6 separate regions of the Mus musculus genome follow, and regions 1, 2, 3, 4 and 6 are each linked to region 5. A link is a contact called in public HiCAR-type, HiChIP or PLAC-seq and capture Hi-C data. All regions are on one chromosome and are shown on one strand. The core of a region is the stretch at or near the end of the contact, and the rest is flanking DNA. Distances in the headings are between cores, read along the strand shown. Region 1 overlaps Crmp1 (collapsin response mediator protein 1). Region 2 holds the start of Nsg1 (neuron specific gene family member 1). Region 3 holds the start of Evc2 (EvC ciliary complex subunit 2). Region 4 overlaps Stx18 (syntaxin 18). Region 5 holds the start of Stk32b (serine/threonine kinase 32B). Region 6 holds the start of Crmp1 (collapsin response mediator protein 1).

Region 1 (3,019 bases), core at 200-2,699, 460 kb before region 5:
GTGGATTCCATGTGGACAGGGAGTTGAGAGTCCTTGAGTCTGATCTGTGAGAGCCTTGGCTACTTGTGCAAAGCTGGGCCACCCATGTTCCTGAGTTTAATCTGTCTGATACACACCATCCCATGTATCAGTTAGAAAGAACATACTTGTCAAAACACTTTTCCCAGATGTCTTCTATGGATATTACCCCACTTAATTGACCTGCCCTGTTCATGGGGGGTGTGAAGCGTTCATGGAAGAAGCTATATACAAAGTTCCTCAGAGTCTTCATAACATACTGCATGCTGTCAGGGTTAGGGCTTTGTGAGGAGACTGAAGCCTCCCTGCTGTGCTGGGTGGCATATTCTGACTTGCCACACCTGGGGACCCTCGCCCATGATGGCACTTTCTGTATGTCTCTGAATTGGAGCTTAGCAGCAATGATGCTGAGAACCCTTGTTTAGGACTGGGAAGATGGTTTACTTGGTAAGGGCTGGAGTGGAAGAGTAAATTTGGTTCCTGGAAACCATACCAAAAAAAAAAAAACAAAACAAAACAACAACAACAACAACAACAAAACCCAACCAAAAACCAACCAAACCAAACCAAACCAAACCAAGCAAACCAAAACAACAACAACAACCCCCCCCCCAAAAAAAAAATCAAAACCAAAACCAAACCAAAACCAGAGAAAGGTGATGGATCAGCTGTTAAGTGCTGGTGTGGAGAACCTGAATTTGGTCCCTGAAACACACAAAAAGCCTGACATGGTGGCGTGCCTGTAATCACAGTACAGGGTAGACAGAGATAGGCGAATCCCTGTGGTTCATTGGCCAGTCAGGTTAGCCTACCTGGGAAGGTCCAAGCCAATGAGAAGCTGTCTCAAAAGAGCAAGACTAAATTCTGGAAGATGACACTAGACCTCCATACAGGTGTACACACCATCTACATGCACACGTGTTCTCCCACATGAATGAACACACACACACACACACACACACACACACACACACACACACACACACACACACAGAAAGAGAGAGAGACACACATAGAAAGAGAGAGACACACAGAGAAAGAGACAGAGACAGAGAGAGGCAGGTGACAGACACAGAAAGACAGACAGAGAGAGAGAGACAGAGAGGGGAGGACTTTTACAAAACAGAGTAGCAACCATTTTCAGGAAGGAAGATAGACAGACAGACACCTCAATTCTTGCCTGTGTATACATTTTCCACTACAGATTTCTTGGTGTCTGTCTCCTGGTGGTCCCTCCCTCTCACATACAGAATCTGGAGTTAGATGGAGGGGTGTGTTTGAGCACAGGCTCTGCTTTTCGACTCTGGAAACAGAGCTGGCTGGGGATGACCCGGCACACTGCATTTAAATGCCTCCTTTCAGGCAGTGCCTGAGAAACCCACCATTAAATGTGACAAGGCAGACACTGCTCCCTGCTGCGCAGCAGCTGTGGATGGCGCGTGCTTGCCTGCTGCTGGTGCTGGAGAACCCTCACCTCCCACTTGTCTGTGCTGCCCCAGACACTCAGGGCCCAGTCCTCTTCTGTCTGATGCTTTGCACTGCCCTCTGAGGTCTCATGGGGTTGCAACATCCTTTCTGCCTCCTTCATTAGGAGCACAGGACAGGAGGTTGGACTGGAGGAGAGCTACTAATTTTGCACTTCTAACTTTAGAGACATTCCAGCTGGGGAGTGGGGGCTGCTCCATATTTTTCCCTTTGAACAAATGATGTCATCTCTTTTCCCTATCTTTACATATTCATCTTTCAAGGCCAAGTTCAGGCATCCCAGGATACCCATCTGCCCATCATCCTTCAGTATTTTCATCTGTCCACCCATCTACCCACCCACACCTCCACCCACACATCCATCCACCTTCCTCTGATCTGTCCATCCATTCATCCACCTAATAATTCATTTTTCCATGTCACCCATCTATCCTTAATATATCTATTTTCCTCCCTCCCCCCTCCCTCCCTCCCTCCCTCCCTCCCTCCCTCCCTCCCTCCCTTCCTTCCTTCCTTCCTTCCCTCCTTCAATAAATGGTTCTGTACTGGTTAGTTTTTACAGTCAAGTTGATACACCCTAGGATCACCTGAGAAGAGGGAACTTAGTTGAGGAACTGCCTACATCAGATGGTCCATGGGAAAGTCTGTGGGGACAGTTTTGTTTAATAATTGATGTGGGAAGGCCCAGCCTGTTGCTGGTGGTATCATTTCCAGGCAGGTATTGTGGGATGTGTAGAAACCTAGCCGAACATAACATAAGTCAGTGAGCAAGTGAATAAATAGCTTTCCTCCATGGTTCCTGCCTCTTGGCTCCTGCCTTGAGTTTCTGGTCTGACTTCCCTCAGTGATGGATTCTGACCTAGAAGCTAACGTGAACCCTTCCCACCAAAGAGCTAGTTTTGGTCAGTGTATTATCACTACAACCCCTTAGAATCTAATAGGGCAAGCCACACATTAGCTAGACATGGATAAAGCCCGTGTGACAGATGCTCTCGTAAGAGCCGTGGAAACAGAAAGCAGGTGTGATGTGTAGGTTCTCCTGGCAGGTGGCAATCAATGTGTGATGCTCTTTCAGACGTCTCTGTCGTGTAGGGTCTGAGTGATGCTGCAAACTTCAAGACCCTATGATTTGCTTCTGCTCGGCAAGCCACAGCTTCCTTAGCTGGGATCTTTGGCTGGGCTTGCTCATGTCTTCCCCTCTCACAGCATCTGCCACGGCAGAGACACCATTAGGATCATGGTCCTTGGGATCAGCAGCTTGTCCTAAGAATCCCAAGGTTCTGGTAGATTCTAGTTTAACTGGATCCATACTAATTGTATTTAGTATTTCACGCCTGCCTCCTTTCTCTGAATCCACTGCCAGCTTCCTAGGTTCCCCTTAGATTCCCTGTTCTCCCCCAGGTAGTTCTGTCAGGGCCCTGTTTCAGGAGACGGGAGTCTTCTGGTTCTCTGTCAGACTCTCCCTCCTCAAGGAAGGGGGCTTAAGGCACAGTTGGAGAAATCACAGAAACAGTAA
Region 2 (2,812 bases), core at 158-2,657, 440 kb after region 5:
ACGTTATGGCTTGAAAACGATGCCCCGCTGGATGTAGTGTTTAAGAGAGGAGTCTTTAAGTCAGGGGAAAAAAATACCATCAGGATAAAGATGGTCCTGGTTACACTAGCATTGCCAAGCTCGAGCTCAGATCTGGAGATGTCACAAAAGGAACAAAGAGGAATCAGCACACACCCAGTGAGGCAAGTGGAGCTGAAACCCCCGCACAAGGAAAGCATAAGGACCAGCTAGCTCCCTAAGATCACTCCTGACCCCCCATACCAACAAGCAACGCTCTCACAAGACTCCCCCAAATCAAGAGGGGGACTTCCACTGAGGAGTCTTGCCGAGACAAAGGTGTCATCTAAGGCGGGGGAGGGGGGTCTCCAGCATCACCAAACCCATAATCACGAGGGTACATTGTGCTCTCCCTGCCTTCCTCCTCCTGGCTGAGCCCGCCTCCACCTCTCCACGCGCACAAGGCGTTTCTTTTGTTTCAGTTGCAGCCGAAGATTTAGGGGTGCACACTCAGCAGCGCGGGAATGTCGCGGGGGGCTCATACCTTATCTGGGGGTGGGAACTGCAGCTGGTTGACATCGAGGGGCGTCATCAAAGGAATGGTGTCGAAGCCATCCTCCAGCAGTGGCTGCTTGGTGCCCTTCTCTGCGAAATTATTCCCCAACTTCACCATGGTTGCGAAAGACACGAGGCTGCGGCCTGCGGAGGGAGGGCCGCGCGGGGGTCAGGGCGAGCCGTGGCCCGACCGGGCGGGGCACAGCCAGAAGGACTCCGCACACCCACCCGCTGTCTCCGCGGTCGCTGTCCCCGCCTTATCTCCCCAGAGAGGTAGCAGGGACGCGGCGATCTAGCCAGATCAGAGTCTCAGGCTGTGTATTGACTAACATTTCTAGACTCCCATCCCGCAGGGCGCATCACGGCCGGGTAAGGGGACGCTACCCGTGCCCAGCCTTTCTGGACGCGTACCCTGTCGGGTGGCACTGGCCTCCTGCAGGTCTCCCGCGGCCCTCTGCTTGAGAGATGCTCCTCTGCCCTCCCCGTTCGCCACCCGCACTCACCCCACGCCTGGCTCCGGAAGATCTGGGCTCCAAGCGCGCTCCGAGGCTCAGTGTCGCCCGCTCCCGCGCACAGCAATGGCGGAGGCGGCGCCGCGGCCGGGGGATCGGCGATTGGGTTCTGTGCCTCCCGCCTCCGCGCGCCGCCTCCTTCCTGCCGTTCCCGGGGGCCGCGCGCGGGAGTGCGCGTGGGGCCGCGCGGATGCGCCTCCGCCTTGACGCAGCGCCGCCCGCGCGCGGATCGGTCGCACAAAGGAGCACGCGACTGCAGTGGGGGTCCCCCGGGGACCCCGCGCGCTCCCCGACCGGAGGAAGGAGAACCTGAGACTCCCAATGCCCGACTAAGGGAATACCCGAGCGGGCTGCGCAACCCTGGGGCGGCGGCCGAGCGCGGGGAGATTGGGGGGAAGGAAGGGAAGGAGGGAGGAGGAGATAATGGGAAGCCAGGGAGCCCCAAAGGTGGATGAAGGCAAGGTGCCGGCCCACTGTCAATCAGATCTGAAGGATGACAAAGATTTTCGGAGGACAGTGTAGGTGATACACCTCGGTGGCTCTTAGTGTGAGGCTAAGTGGGAGAGGGAAGGAAAATGAGGGCGGGTCCCTATAAAAAGAGGGAGATTGCAGGATGTGAGGTAGTGCTGTCCCACTAGGGATGCATGCCTAGAGTGTGGGAACAAGAGGCCAGGTGTTCAGAGCTCAAAGTTCTGCTCAAGAGGCAGACTAGCCAAAGCTGTCAGTGGTCAAGGCGGAAGGGGAGGTGGGAATCTCCCGACCGCAGCTGCAGTCCGCATGGATAGCATAGAGACCCAAAAGGAAGAATGAGGTTCTAGGCTGACCGGTGCCCCAGGCGGCCACCCTAATGAAGGCCACTGCACTTTACAGACCTCTAGTCGGCCTTGTTTGCAGGATGCAGGATAGGGAAGACTACTTGGATGTGAAAGCGAAGCTACAAAAGGAGTAGGGCTGAGGGCCGGCGCGGGAGGAGCAGCGCCTCATCATCTGCGGCCATCATTCTGTTCCCCAGAGAAACCTGGAGAATAACAGAAACCTTCAACAGCAGCCTATATAGGTCCAAATTCCAGACTCTCCAGGAGGGCCCCTTCTTTAAAGGGGTGGGGGGAGGTTTGCCCGGGTTTCTCTGCCCAGGCCTTGACAAGGTCCCGGATGCCATTGAGTCAAGTCAGGTCAGCCTGACTAGGGCCCAGAGTCTCATCTCGGGTGCCTTTCTGGGCTTCTCCAGGCTGAGGGAAGGGCTTGAAGACACCTGTCTGACATCAGGTTGTCCTCTTGGCAGCTGAGAAAGGAGTTTGAAACCACCCAGGCACTAGCCTGCAGGCATCACGGGGCCTACCAGTCAGACTGTCTAGTTTGTGTAAGAGAAAGGCTTTATCTCTATCTCAGTCTCCAGCCTTTTCACGGCACTAGCCTACTCTGCAGTCAGAATCCTCACAAGAGCAATAGGATCACACCCTCTCCCTCCAAGACAGCCCAGGATCAGGCTATCCCCTAGACAGCCAGGGTTATGCCGCGACTTGCTGGCCTGGGGATTGCACATTACTTCTGTGTGGTTTTCTTTGCTTGTATCTGAACCCCATGAAGGGCATCAGAAACACAAAGTGCGCAAGACACACTGCCACCTTTCAAGGACAAAGCCTCAGCTCCTACCCGGAGATGTGACAGAGAGTCAGAGAAGGGAGCATGCTCAAGGAGAGGATGTATGTCCAAGTAGGAAGAATGCAGAGACAGCATATTCACTCTGT
Region 3 (2,978 bases), core at 447-2,946, 380 kb before region 5:
AGTGCAGGTCATGGAGGGCTCAGGCGGGTGACCCGCTGCATCCCGCCGCCGGCCAGGTCCGCGCCTCTGTACCCTTTCCCGCTGCACCCGAGCCGAGGGAGGAGCTTGGACCCGCCGCCCCAAACTTTCAGCCTTTCCGGGCCATCCCTACAGTGCACTGAGCATGCGCAGCCGGGGCGCGCCTTTCAGCCCGAGGACCCCACATGCAAGAGCAAAGGAGCACCCCTCCTCCCAGTCTCCGGAGCAAGCTACTCTTTTGTGATCACTGAGCGTTCAGGTTGCCCTGAGTCCTGAGCTGGCGGCCAGATTAACTCCAGCAGCACCTCAAGGTTGCTGTAGCCTGTCCAATCCGATTCCCGCGCCGCTCCTGGGGCAAGTCGTTCTTCCCTCCGGGATGCTCCGCACCCAACTGATTGAACACTTCTTTTAACCCTGCTTTCTCCCCGAGAAAAATTCTTCTTTATGAGCGAATGTTACATTCGGGCCCCTCTAGAATCCTGACGTCTCTTCATTTTATCCTTCATGGTTCCACGTGGGCAGATTGGGAGCCAGTACTTCAGCCTCTTCAAAGAAACTGTCAGGGGAAGTGTCTCATTCAAGATCTGACAGCTCAGAAGAAGATGGCAATGTCTGTCTGCTCACACCTGTGGCTTCAGGTCACACACCTGTTAAGAGGACCTTCCTGTCCTCGGGGTATCCCTGGGAACTGGAACATCTTCCTGGCAATAGCTTCATGCTGCAACGTAGTGTTGGTTGGATGCTCAGGCCTGACTTTAAAAAACGCACAAGGTCAGGTAGTGGCGTACAGCTGTTATCTCCCGGTCACTCAGGCTATTCAGGAGGCAAAGGCAGATCACCTGACTCATCTCAAAAGGGTGGAGGGTGGGGTGAGGGAAAGGATCCATTAAAAATCAACGCTGCTTATGTTTTGCCTCTAAAGTCACTTGTTAATACTGCCTTAACACTGCTCCAGGATGCCTGGCACTTCTCAAGGGTGCAGTACCTGATGTGAGAGGTTTAGTTAAGGACACTAAGGGCTGCAAACTCCTGGTCTTATCCAGGTCAGGTCAAGAAAGGGATGTGTCATTGAAGGTGTGGAGAGGCTGATACAAGGCTCTCCGGCAGCTGCCCAGCAGGACCGTTCACAGAAGACCCTGTCCCTGGATAAGGGACATCTCTAGAGCCCAGAAGGCAGACTACCCCTTCCCCAGCTCCTCCCTCTGGGCACTCAGGGGAGCCCTAACACCCCTTGGGGGAGCTTTCTGCCCCAGCTTACTCATTGGCCAAGTGATGGCTTCATTGTTGCTGGAGAGGCTGGGCAGGTCCAGCAAGATCCCCAGCCCGGATTCAGACAGTGGGTACTCTGCTGAGACTTCCCCCTGCTCCTTTTTCTGTGACCTTTCTAATGCTTCCCTGAGGTTTTTTAACCTCGCTGAGGTGGTCTGAGGAGAGTCGGGTTCAAACAGCGTCTCTGGGAATTCCTAGTGCTAAGACTGGGCTGAGATCTAGAGAGTCAGTGGGCATTAGTAGAGGCCCTTGTCACCCTTGGGGAAGAAGAGTAGCGGGGGTGATTTGGAGTGAGGCACAGCAAGCGAAGGAGCTGCGCAGCTCCCTCCTACGCAGCTTGCGGCCTCCAAACTCCAGATGCCAGCGTTCCAGAAAACTTTCCAGGCGGTTCGCACTGAGCATGCTCCGCGGCGGGGGCGGTCCCGGGGTCCGGAAGCTCCGCGACTCTGCGGGGCCTGTGTGGGGTCTGTAGCCACCAGATGGGGGCGACGGGCCCCACGGGCGCTGGGGGACGAGCCACGTGGGTGCTGGCTGGGAATATCCTGGCCGCTGCCCTGGTACTGGGCTCGGGTCCGCGTGCACTTCCACCATCCTTCCCTGCCCTGGGCCCAGGGTCACCATCTCGGCCCGGCCCAGCAGGACCCTGGGCAAGCTCGCAGGTAAGGAGAGCTGGAGCTTGTGTCTGTCTCCATCCTCTGAAAGAGTCCTGCCCTGTAGGGCACAAGATCAAGTGGAGGGAGAGGCTGAACTTTTTGCTTGGTGGTGCTTCTAGGTGCGTTCTGCACATACTTGTATCAACGGAACTCCAGAATCGGTGAAGCCTCACGCTTGGTAGCCATAGGCTTGTATGGGTTCGGATCCAGATTCGCACCCTAGCATTTCCATGTCTGAGGGCAAATCACTTTTTATGTCTTCCTTTCTCAGGCCACTGGGACCCAAGTCATCTGAAGCCACCGTATGCACATTAGTTAGGTTAGTTAATGTATGTAGGGGTGCTAATATGGTGAGAGAGCTGGGAAGACTGGGTAGCTTTGAACTGGCCTCCAGTCTACTGGCTGCAGTAGGCCACTGGCCCCGTTTGTAGTAGTTCTAGCATTGGAAAAGCACAGGGTTCCCAGTGCCCCATAAGCCCCCCTCTGCAAGTTAGCCCCCAGCCCTCCTGCCTTCTTCTCAGGATTGGCTTACATACGCTCCTCCCTGCATTCTGCTATCTCTTCGGCTTAGCCATCACTTACTTCTGGCTCTTGGCCACCCTTCCACTCGGTTCCACCCACCACTCTTAATTTGTATCTTATCTTCTGCTAGTCAGCCCACCCACCACTCTTAATTTGTATCTTCTGCTGGTCAGCTTTACCTGTCAGCCTGACCCACCCTAGGATGACCTGGGAAGGCTGTCTCAGTGAGGGATTGCTTAGATCACGTTGGACAGGGCCTGGGCTGGAGGAGGAGGGTTATCTCTATGTGGAAGGCCCAGCCCACTGTGGGCAGTGCCATTTCCTGGGCAGGGGGGCTTTGACTTGTGTAAGAGTAGAGAAAGAAAGCTGAGTACTCGGCCTGAAAGCATTTATTGCTCTCTGCTCTGAAATGTGGCTGTGATGTGACCAGCGGCTTTAAGCTCTTGCCCTTTGGCTTACAGGCAGAATGGATTCTAACTTGAAATTACAAGCAAAAATAAACCCCTTTCTCCTGTA
Region 4 (3,095 bases), core at 371-2,870, 370 kb after region 5:
CAGGAGGCAGTCAGTTTCTTCTTTATTCTTTGGTACTTTGCAGCTTCTGCTAAGCAAATAGGAAGGTGTAGCAGAGTAGCAGTGTCTGAGCTTTGGAGACCCAGAGTACACTACCCATCACCAGAGAGATGCGGTGCAGTGTGCTTGGAAAGGGCTCTGTTCAGTTAGCAACAGGAAGAAGTTGGGCCCTGAAAGAGTGTGAGTGTGTGCTGCTTCAGACTGGTGCTGTTGATGCTGTCCGGGCTGCTCAGCCTCTGCTGTACATCAATCAGTGAGTCCTTTTGGTTTGCATTCACACTAAGAACACAGCATGTTTGTTTTCTGGGGGCTATTTGTTTTGTTTGGGGGCTAGGAGCTTACTAATAGGAAGGAAGCCATACCTTTCAAGTTGTTAAGTCAGCTGCTAGTTCCCTGAGCTCTAGGTCACTGTGCCCTCCCACAGAACACACTACTCATCTTTGTTCAGTGTTCAGCCAGCCCTACTGTCTGCCATTCAAGACTATGGGAAGTTACATTACAAGGGTGAGACTAGAAAAAGTAATGTCTGGTGTACATGGTTCCTGTGTGTTTCGTAGAAGATGCATTGAATTCTGGGAGCCATTCTGTAGTAGAACAAGCTGGTTCTCAGTTGGAGTCCAGAACAGACCCAGACTGGCAGCACTTTACATACACAGCCGATGAGGATCAGATTCAGTCAGCTGGCCTCAGGACGATTTTCGAAGACACAGAGAGAGGAGAATCATGGTGCCACAGGTAGAGCCTCTGTGGACCCAGTAACTGAGTGGTCAGTGATGGGAAAGACAAGGGTATGATCAGGAGCCTGCTAAGAGCCAGGCACTGAGGTGCAGGAAGGGGCCAGCTTCTATAGCAGATACTTAGCAAGGTGAGTAGGCAGAACTCACAGGTATGGTTTAACTGGTGGGCATAATGGAGGCCTGTGATTTTCTGGCTTGGGACTTGAGAGAGAGGAAGTGAGAGAGAATATCAAGTCTTTAGGGTGATGGGACAACTGTGAGTGAGCTAGAGTAGAGTAGAGTGGTTGCTCTAGTGTCCTTCCAGGACATACTTCCTTTGATGCACCAGTGAAGTGTCCAGAAGACAACTGGAACGTAGAGAGAGTGGGCCTGGGTGGATATTTTATAGGCTTGTGAATAAAGTTGTGATTGGAATGAGTCTACCCAAAATGGAAAGTGTCCAGCCAAGGGCTGAACTCTGGAAGCAGGTTATACAGCTTAGTGCAAGCAGAGGGCAGTCCTCAATGGTAGCCATGCTGCGAAAGCTCAGGAGACGGCCTGGGGGAAGGAGAGGTGCTGTGAGGATTGTAAAGGAACCACCCAGAAGCCTCTAGTGCAGTGGTTCTCAACCTTCTTAATTTTTGTGACTTCAGTGGGGTCCATGCACTCCAGATGCGTGCTAGTCTGTGATTTCTCAGGCATTTGTGGTCATTTCCTTTTCTGTTAAGACTGAAGTTAGTAGTTCCCAGGTTAAGCCTGGGAACCAATCCTTGTGAAAACTCACTCTGGTTTATCAGAAGCTGGCAAGCTCTCATACCACAGCACCAGCCCTTCTGGTCATGCTGTACCCTAACTGACAGGGCAAGCTGTGTTCACTGACTGAATGAAAAATAAATAATGCTTTTGTGTTAAGAGAACTTTTTACAGTATGCCAGGGGATCCTACTGGAGTCTCTTTAATCTTGAACAATGCTTGCTTCTTTCAGAGGCAAATTATGCAGATCGGTACTTAGTGTTCTGAACTTTATCAAGTCTTTGTTGGTAGTATTGTGTGTGCCTGCAGAACACAGTTCCTACCATCTTGAGCAGGGGAGAAGGCTACAAGTCAGACCACTGCTGTGATCAGAAAAAGACACTGTCTACTGCTTTGAACTGCCCAGCATCAATAGAGCAGCCATTCTGACGAGTCTCACAATTTGGCACAGGGCTTTACTTTTAGTTTATCTTGCTTTGGATAATTTGCAAAGTACACACAGAGGAGCAGATAGCCAAGCTGTTGAGTAGATGACACATAAACAAAGCTGGAGCTGCCGCCACACTGTCAGATGGCAGCCACGTTCCTCTAAACACCTTTTGTGCCCAATACCATATTGTAAAAACTTTCCAAATTCATCCAGAGTACACATGTAGGTGTAAAACAATGTCCTTTAAATTTCAGCCAGTGCATAAAAATTAACTTGAAGGAATCCTTTGATTCCAACTAAAAGAAAGAACCAGAAAAGTTTAAAAGCCCGTGGGGGGAAATGGCAGTCTTGGATGAACTGGTATTGCTTCTGCTTTAAGGTTCATGCTGCCATCTAGTGGACAGGGGAAAGGTGTGCAGCTAACTCACTGAGAATTTTCATACTCACTATACTTCTTGAATAGGAAAAAACAACAACACCAAAAAACAAACAAACAAACAAAAAACCAAAAACAAGTCAGTGTGAAGGACTAAATTGAAGAGGTAGGAGTGGTGGCCACACCTTTAATCCTTCATTTTTGGAGGAAAGACAAGCATGTTCCTGTGGGTGAGGCCATCCTGGTCCACAGTGCATGTCATAGGCCAATCAGAAGAATCGCTTTACCAAATCTTGCATGAGGTGTGATAGACCATGCCTGTGCAGCTCATACTTTTCCCCATCAGACTTAATAGTGAGATTTGACAACGCAGCTTGCACAGGAAAGAGGCAGACCATGAGGAAGCAGCTGTGGTAACGAGAAACCGTGCCCAGTACGGACTCAGGGCTGAGCTTGAGCTTGAGATCTGTATACTCAGTATGTGACCAGAGATGTGTTAGTTTTCTTCTACAAAGGTCGTGTTCCCAACTGGCTATGGGAACAGTGGTGATCAGTGCAAATGGCAGGGCCCTTGGAACAAGAAAGAAAATGTGTTTGAGAGTGGTTGGACAAACCACTCAGGGTTGGACAAACTCCATCAGTGCTTGTTAAACAAGTGAGCAGTCTAACCATACTTGAGTTGATCTTTGTGCTTTTCAAGTGCCCTAGAGCACCTTTCTGACTTGCATTTGTCGTACTAGTCAGGACTGTGTGGGAAGCTGAACTAACCTTTCCACACATCTCCAGACAGATGGACATGTTG
Region 5 (2,924 bases), core at 386-2,885:
CTATGATTGGGGTGTTCCCCTCTCTCTCTCTCTCTCTCTCTCTCTCTCTCTGTGTGTGTGTGTGTGTGTATGTGTATGTGTGTGTGTCTCTCTCTCTCTGTGTGTGTCTCTCTGTGTATGTCTCTCTGTCTCTCTCTGTCTCTCTCGATTTCTCTCCCACCCCTACAAAACAGCCACAAGAAAAGTACCTGTTCCACTGGGATCTGTGAGGACTGAGTAAGCCCAGCACAGCAGCTGACATAAAAGAAAGCTCAGGATGCCTAGCATTTGGGGCACGGTGGAGATAGATAGGCAGAGAGAAGCCAGTGTATGTTATCACACAGTAGGTTATTAACCAACGCAGGTGTCTGTAAGACACTTTCCACATGTGAGTAATGATTGAACTTCCAACGACCTGATTAGGAACCTTCACAGATACGGATGAAATGAGGATTCAGAGGGGTTGAGTCCCAGGACACATGATATTGAAAGTAAATGCTAAGAAAACTTCTTACACTTTTGCTCAGCCAAATACCCATTTACCAAATCCTGCCACCATTAGCTACAAGGACTCTCCAGACCAGGCATCTATACAAGGTTGATAGCCTACAATACTCCCTACCAAGAAGCTAGCCCCAAGCAGGGCTCCTTCCTCAGAGCCACTGACTTCAGCTACAAAAAGTTTCCTTATGCCGTCCTGATACCAAATATGCGGTCCTGATACCAAATAGGTGGGGTCTCTCTCTCTCTCTCTCTCTCTCTCTCTCTCTCTCTCTCTCTCTCTCTCTCCCTCTCCCCCCCTCCCACACACACACACGTTGTGCGTTGTGCACTTTCACCCAGTAGGCCACTTCTGTGTTATCCTCAAGTTCTAAAGGCCACCTTGGAGTCCCAGAATGCTGAGCAGGAGCAACGCCCCCTACTCTACTGTGAAGCAAGATCTTCCCTGTGACGCCCCCTCCCCCAAGTGATACCTTGAGTCCCCTTTTCCTCTCCCAGTCTTCTGTCCCAACTCTAGGTTCAGCATGATCTGGGCTTCCAAAAAGCACTAGAGCCTAAGAAGTGGCCAAGTAGAAGCTCTATGCCTAGCACTGGGCCGGTGCACAGCCAGTGCGAGGTTGACAAGGCTGTGCTGAGACCCTTGCGCTACACTCAGCAGGCGCTCAGTGAAGGATAGCAAAAGGAAGGGACGCCCAGGGGATGTGGGGAGTGGCGGCTCCTGTTAGGGAGGCTCTTACCTTCTTCGTTCTCATCAAACACTGGGGGCTTGTGGGAGTGGTTCCCGCCCATATTCCGCCGCTACTGCCGCTACTACATGCCCGGCCTCTCCTTTCGGGATGTCAGATGCAGGATTCTCACAGCGATACGGGATCCAGGATGCTCTTGGGATGCAGTGTGCAGGATGAGAGCCCTGGGATGCAGCCTGGGTGAGAGCAGCCAGCCAGGGTTGTAGCGTGTGTGGAGGGGGCCGATTGCAGGGCAGGGATGGGGACCGTGTGGTCACCCCTCCTCCAGGGTGTCACCCCGCTGCGATCACCGCACCCCCTGAGCCCTCACCCGATTCTCTCCATGACGCACAATACACGGATGGAAACCCGGGGACTCCCTGAGCCCAGACCACCGTGCAGCTCTGCTCACAACGGTGGTGAGGAAAAAGGAGGAGGAAGAGGCGAGAAAGGAGGGTGGGAGGGCGTGCAGCAGGAGGAGGGGGCGTGGACCCGGATCTCAGCCAAGAGTTAGAAGCCACCGCCCCCCACTTCACAGTCGGGTAGGCGGGGACTCCGAGGGAAGGGGCCTCCCTGGAGCTGCTGGGTTCCCGGGACTCCCCACCCGCAGCGTTTGACAGTTCGTATAGACTCAGAACTGCGCTCACCCACTGGCTCCGCCACAGGCTTCTTTGTTTTCCGGGATGTTTAAATGAGTGAAAGGAGGGCCCAGACAATCGATGTCTAATATGTAACCTCTCTCGTTGTACATTAAGAAACTGAGGCCTATGAGGCTGCCGTTTATGTTTAAAAAAAAAAAAAAAAAAAAAAAAAAAAAAAAAAAAAAAGTACGTTTTTTGGAAATTGCCTGTCTGGGTCCTCCGGATTGGGGCAGGGTTCACATCTGGGTCTGGGCTTCTGCAGCAGCTGGGGCGAGCTTGAGGGAGCTGGCGGAGGGACGGGGATTGTCTTTCCAGAGACCAGGATGCCTAAGGACCCTAGGCTTGCTGGGGCCAGAGTGGGCGGCACAAACTCCCCAGGAGGCAGACATTACCTGGCAGCACCGGCTGCTGGCCCAGACTTCCCAGGGTCGGGTTATCTCTGGCCACATCCTGCCACCTGCTGGGCACTGGGAGCCACTGTGAGAAAGCTAAGGCTCTTTTTTGGGTCTTCCAAACCTATTCCCTTCCTTCTGTCCTCTACCCCACCGTGTCCTTTTTGACCAACACAACTTTTAGACTCCACGGGGAGGAAGGGGGAGAAAAAGGAGTCGGCTCCACCCTCACCTGACTGACTTAACTGCTTCTCATCCAATTGGTCTCATCTAGAAGACTACACACACCTGATGTTTGTGTGCCAGTCCTGGGGTTCTCCTCTGTGGTATGGGATGATACCCAGGTTGCTGTAATATGTATAAAAGAAGCAAGAGCGCCTGATGGGAGGTTAATAAAGACAAGCACACGTGTTCCTCCTTGCACCAAAGAGCTTCAGTGGTGTGGCCAAGCTACACCAGATCCAGCATGGCCAAATGCAGAACACAGGAAACACCTCAAGAGTCAGTGGGAGAAATTCAGACAGTGCCAAGTCTTTACCCCATTCTAGGGGTATTATTGTATGAATAAATCGTACAATCTCTTCTGGCCTCAGTCCCTCCATTTGAGCAATGGGACTAATGGCACATCTACCTTCTCAGGGCTCATGTTGGGGAATAAGGGGCTTGATAGTGATCTCTGGAACACA
Region 6 (2,950 bases), core at 13-2,512, 480 kb before region 5:
CTTGTCTGCCTAGGGGGCTGGCAGCTTGTGAGCCTTCCATCCAGAGAGCACAGCTGAGATTCCTGGGTCCCCAGGGAATCTCATAACCCCTATGCTAGAAAGTCATAAATAAATGAGGGGATCCCAAGTCTCCATACTTCTTCCTGGTTAAAGAAGCCCCTCAAGTCTAGACATTAAGCTCCAGGCATAGTTGGAGTGGGCTGTATTCAGGATGTGGGAGCTGCCCATAGATGGAGGCTATCGTCTGGGTCATTGCCTACTGCCTGTGTGTCTATCCCTGCATATTTGTTTCCTAAGTGTTCTGTTCAAGAGTTCTTCCTTCCCTCGTGTCTGGTAGGGATGTGCACGAATTCCCTATCAGCAGTCTACAGGCCTGTGTGTGAAGGAGCCTTTGTGAGGTTGCTTTTGGTAGTGGTGTGGAAATTCTTTACCCTGAGATGTTGTTGGGCTGTGTATCCAGCACGAGTGTGAGTCATTGGTTCAGTGACAAGTGTCTGGGAGTGTAATGCTAACATGACCTCCTTGCTATGGGATAGGAACCTCTGTTCCTGAGTGCTGCAGGCTGCATTCTCTATCATACCTTTTAGAAGCTGGCCCTTGACACCAGGGATTTCATTCTACTCTTAGTCCTGTGCCCAGCACCTACACTAGTGCCAGATCCTATCAGGCAATCAGTGTAGTAGTGTCGAGTGAGCCAATGGGGAGTTGGATGTGTATGCCTCTGACTGTGCATCTAAGATCATTTAATTTTTGTATGATTTTTGGTGGTGCGTGGGGTTGCCTGACAGGGAATCTCTGGTGTGCGCGCGCGAGCGTGTGTGAGCGTGTGCGTGTGTATCTATGGTGTGCTAGCTGTCTGGAGGGAGCGCGGAGGTACCTGATTTGGGTGTATGTACCATGTACAGACATGCTGATGTCTGTGCAACTCTTGTTTGTGAGGTGAAGCTTAACCGTGTGTACGTGCGTGTGTGTATGTGTGTTGTGCACCCGCGCACCGCCCCCACCCCGTCTCTGCCCGCGCCCTGCGCTCCTTCTAGAGGCGGAGAGCCGGGTGCGTGGAGGGCACTGCGGCTCGGCCGCCCGCCCTCCGCGCTGCGGCTACTGCACGTCACCATCCTCCCCGCCCCGGCCGCTGTCCCCGCCTCCACGGTCCTTTGTAGCTGGCAGTGGCGCTGGTCTTGGTCACCGTAGGCTCCGCCCCGCCCCGGCCACGCCCCTCGCGGGCCACGCCCCGGCCCTTCCTCCCTCCCTCTTTGCCCGACCGCAGTCGCGCTTGGGCCGCCGCGGGCCCGCACCGAGGCGCTCAGCGCGGAGCCAGCGGTGGCGAGAGCTGACCGCCGGAGACGGGGATGGCGGAGCGGCGGCGCGCGTGGAACACGGAGGACGACCTGCCGGTGTACCTGGCGCGGCCAGGCAGCGCGGCGCAGACCCCGCGCCAGAAGTACGGCGGCATGTTCGCCGCCGTGGAGGGCGCCTACGAGAACAAGACCATCGACTTCGACGCCTACAGCGTGGGCCGCCGCGGCTCCGCGCGCACACCACGCAGCGCTGGCCGGCCCGACGCCGTGGGCCTGCCGTGCCCCGGCGGCAGCGAAGACACGGCCAGTGATGTGAGCGAGCCCTCGGGCTCTGCTGTCAGTTCGCCAGGCGATCGCGATGACAGACCGCCAGCGTTGCGCATCCGATGTCCTGCGCCCCGCGACCTGCCACTCGGCCGGGACAATGGCCAGGTACCCTCGGGGCACGTGGGCCGGACGTGGGGGGCGGGGCCCTTGGAGACCCAGGGCTTGGGTGGCGCGAGGGCGAGTGTGGGGGCCCCGCTGCCACCAGGTTCTGGGGGACTGCTACGGCCCCTCCCCCACATCATCCTACAAGAGGTTCAGAGAGGTTGTAGGATAGGCCAGGGTTGGCCAGCATAGCCTCAGAAAGCCAAGCCAGGTTCTGAGAGGGGAAGTAAGTTGCTGCAGCTGCCGCTAAGGGACCTGTAAGGTGAATTTAAGCCTCGTTCACCTTCTGGGGTTCTGTGAAAAGGTGAGCATTCTCTGTCTTCTTCCATCTATCTATCCGCTCACCCAGTGATCGTGGACGCTTAGGCTGCACTTGGCTCTGGGAGAGGTTCACGGAATGACTCTGTTCATACAGCTGCTCCCGCCCCTCCCTGGGGGGACGATGTGGTTAAGGGTTCAGATGCTGGGCAGTAAGAAATCATCCAGGACACTCCTGGATGTGTAAATTGGAGGCGAACCCGGGATTTGAACCCAGGCGTATGGACTCCCCGACTTCCGAAAGTGAGGAGGGACCTCAGGAAAAGACATGACCAGGGCTTGGGCTTTAGAGATTTTCTTCCCTAAGTTGGAATTTACCAGGGAATACGGATGGTCAGACAGAAGAGTCCTGGACAGGGTGGGTGAGGTCAGAGCCACGTGTCTGGGAAACAGAAGTTGGAGCAGCTCTGGGAAGCTGTCCCTTGAGCTCTGGGCTGGGCTGGCTCGGCAGCCTGGCCCCACCCTCCAGAAGTTCCCTGGCTGGGGAGAGAGAGCTGTGGACTCATTTCAAGAATTAAGTTCAATCAGGTCGAGAGTGATCAATAAATGCTTGCTATGGAGTTTTATCATCATTCTCGGTTTAATTAATTAATTCGCCCTTTCCGTTAACACTATGAGAAAGTGAACCCAGAGGAAGAGTTTGAACAGGACTGTAATCTGGACAGGCGTTTTGAAGAAAATGGGCTGGTCTGAGGGCGGTGTTCTTGCTTCGGCTCTGTCGCCTGCTCTGGAACTCTCCATGGTCCTGAATCTGCTGCCTGGGAGCTGGAGGCGGGGGTGAGGACCAGGGAACTAGCCAGAGTCCAGTTCCCCATCCCTTTATCTCCTCCTTGGTAGTCCGACCTCGCGTGGGAAACAGGCTCTCTAGCTCCACCAAAGGCTTCAGGTCTCAGAAACCCAGCCAC

What was found. HiCAR-type assays count read pairs that join an accessible place to other places. HiChIP or PLAC-seq counts read pairs in DNA pulled down with a chosen protein or histone mark. Capture Hi-C pulls out chosen DNA fragments and counts their contacts.
Region 1: a contact with region 5 is called in an H3K4me3 HiChIP or PLAC-seq map of forebrain, with 4 times the contacts expected there. The contact joins the enhancer-like site here to the promoter of Stk32b in region 5. A contact is called at or near these places in 5 of 39 promoter capture datasets (embryonic stem cells, liver, maxillary cranial neural crest and 1 more), 8 of 115 datasets of contacts at active chromatin or transcription factors (craniofacial prominence, embryonic basal ganglia, embryonic forebrain and 5 more) and 1 of 9 other capture datasets (embryonic stem cells).
Region 2: a capture Hi-C map of embryonic stem cells shows a contact between it and region 5, with 4 times the contacts expected there. The contact joins the promoter of Nsg1 here to the promoter of Stk32b in region 5. A contact is called at or near these places in 2 of 115 datasets of contacts at active chromatin or transcription factors (embryonic limb bud and stem cell-derived neural progenitor cells) and 1 of 9 other capture datasets (embryonic stem cells).
Region 3: a contact with region 5 is called in an H3K4me3 HiChIP or PLAC-seq map of embryonic stem cells, with 11 times the contacts expected there. The contact joins the promoter of Evc2 here to the promoter of Stk32b in region 5. A contact is called at or near these places in 14 of 39 promoter capture datasets (the 3T3-L1 cell line, embryonic stem cells, frontonasal cranial neural crest and 7 more), 8 of 484 Hi-C or Micro-C datasets (cerebral cortex, cortical neurons, embryonic stem cells and 3 more), 21 of 115 datasets of contacts at active chromatin or transcription factors (SST interneurons, astrocytes, craniofacial prominence and 11 more) and 5 of 9 other capture datasets (adipose tissue, embryonic stem cells, embryonic tail and 2 more).
Region 4: an H3K4me3 HiChIP or PLAC-seq map of forebrain shows a contact between it and region 5, with 3 times the contacts expected there. The contact joins the enhancer-like site here to the promoter of Stk32b in region 5. A contact is called at or near these places in 5 of 39 promoter capture datasets (the 3T3-L1 cell line, embryonic stem cells, frontonasal cranial neural crest and 2 more), 2 of 484 Hi-C or Micro-C datasets (cortical neurons and embryonic stem cells), 3 of 115 datasets of contacts at active chromatin or transcription factors (embryonic forebrain, forebrain and stem cell-derived neural progenitor cells) and 3 of 9 other capture datasets (embryonic stem cells, embryonic tail and embryonic trunk).
Region 6: a HiCAR-type map of astrocytes shows a contact between it and region 5, with 2.8 times the contacts expected there. The contact joins the promoter of Crmp1 here to the promoter of Stk32b in region 5. A contact is called at or near these places in 16 of 39 promoter capture datasets (the 3T3-L1 cell line, 3T3-L1-derived adipocytes, the SN4741 cell line and 9 more), 1 of 484 Hi-C or Micro-C datasets (muscle stem cells), 8 of 115 datasets of contacts at active chromatin or transcription factors (astrocytes, embryonic basal ganglia, embryonic forebrain and 5 more) and 2 of 9 other capture datasets (embryonic stem cells and pancreatic islet).

What each region holds. Positions count from the first base shown.
Region 1 is chr5:37,260,467-37,263,485 of GRCm38.p6, forward strand. All of the region lies in intron 1 of Crmp1 (collapsin response mediator protein 1), which reads left to right. Among named protein-coding and RNA genes, the nearest start is that of Crmp1, 20 kb to the left of the region's middle. Within about 2 kb of position 1,450, at least 12 of the 459 cell types and tissues checked have an H3K27ac peak or open chromatin away from gene starts, as enhancers often do. A contact at or near this core is called in forebrain, where this site is marked.
Region 2 is chr5:38,158,336-38,161,147 of GRCm38.p6, forward strand. Nsg1 (neuron specific gene family member 1) reads right to left here and starts at 1,408. Exons shown (of 5, transcript NM_010942.4): 1 at 1,056-1,408; 2 at 542-696. The coding sequence starts at 670.
Region 3 is chr5:37,336,782-37,339,759 of GRCm38.p6, forward strand. Evc2 (EvC ciliary complex subunit 2) reads left to right here and starts at 1,697. Exons shown (of 20, transcript NM_145920.3): 1 at 1,697-1,946. The coding sequence starts at 1,767. It overlaps Evc (EvC ciliary complex subunit 1), which reads right to left and starts at 100. Exons shown (of 21, transcript NM_021292.2): 1 at 1-100. The coding sequence starts at 12.
Region 4 is chr5:38,088,916-38,092,010 of GRCm38.p6, forward strand. The region is part of intron 1 of Stx18 (syntaxin 18); the gene reads left to right. Among named protein-coding and RNA genes, the nearest start is that of Stx18, 51 kb to the left of the region's middle. Within about 2 kb of position 1,621, at least 13 of the 459 cell types and tissues checked have an H3K27ac peak or open chromatin away from gene starts, as enhancers often do. A contact at or near this core is called in forebrain, where this site is marked.
Region 5 is chr5:37,715,518-37,718,441 of GRCm38.p6, forward strand. Stk32b (serine/threonine kinase 32B) reads right to left here and starts at 1,636. Exons shown (of 12, transcript NM_022416.2): 1 at 1,218-1,636. The coding sequence starts at 1,269.
Region 6 is chr5:37,240,796-37,243,745 of GRCm38.p6, forward strand. It overlaps Crmp1 (collapsin response mediator protein 1), which reads left to right and starts at 1,263. Exons shown (of 14, transcript NM_001136058.2): 1 at 1,263-1,730. The coding sequence starts at 1,350.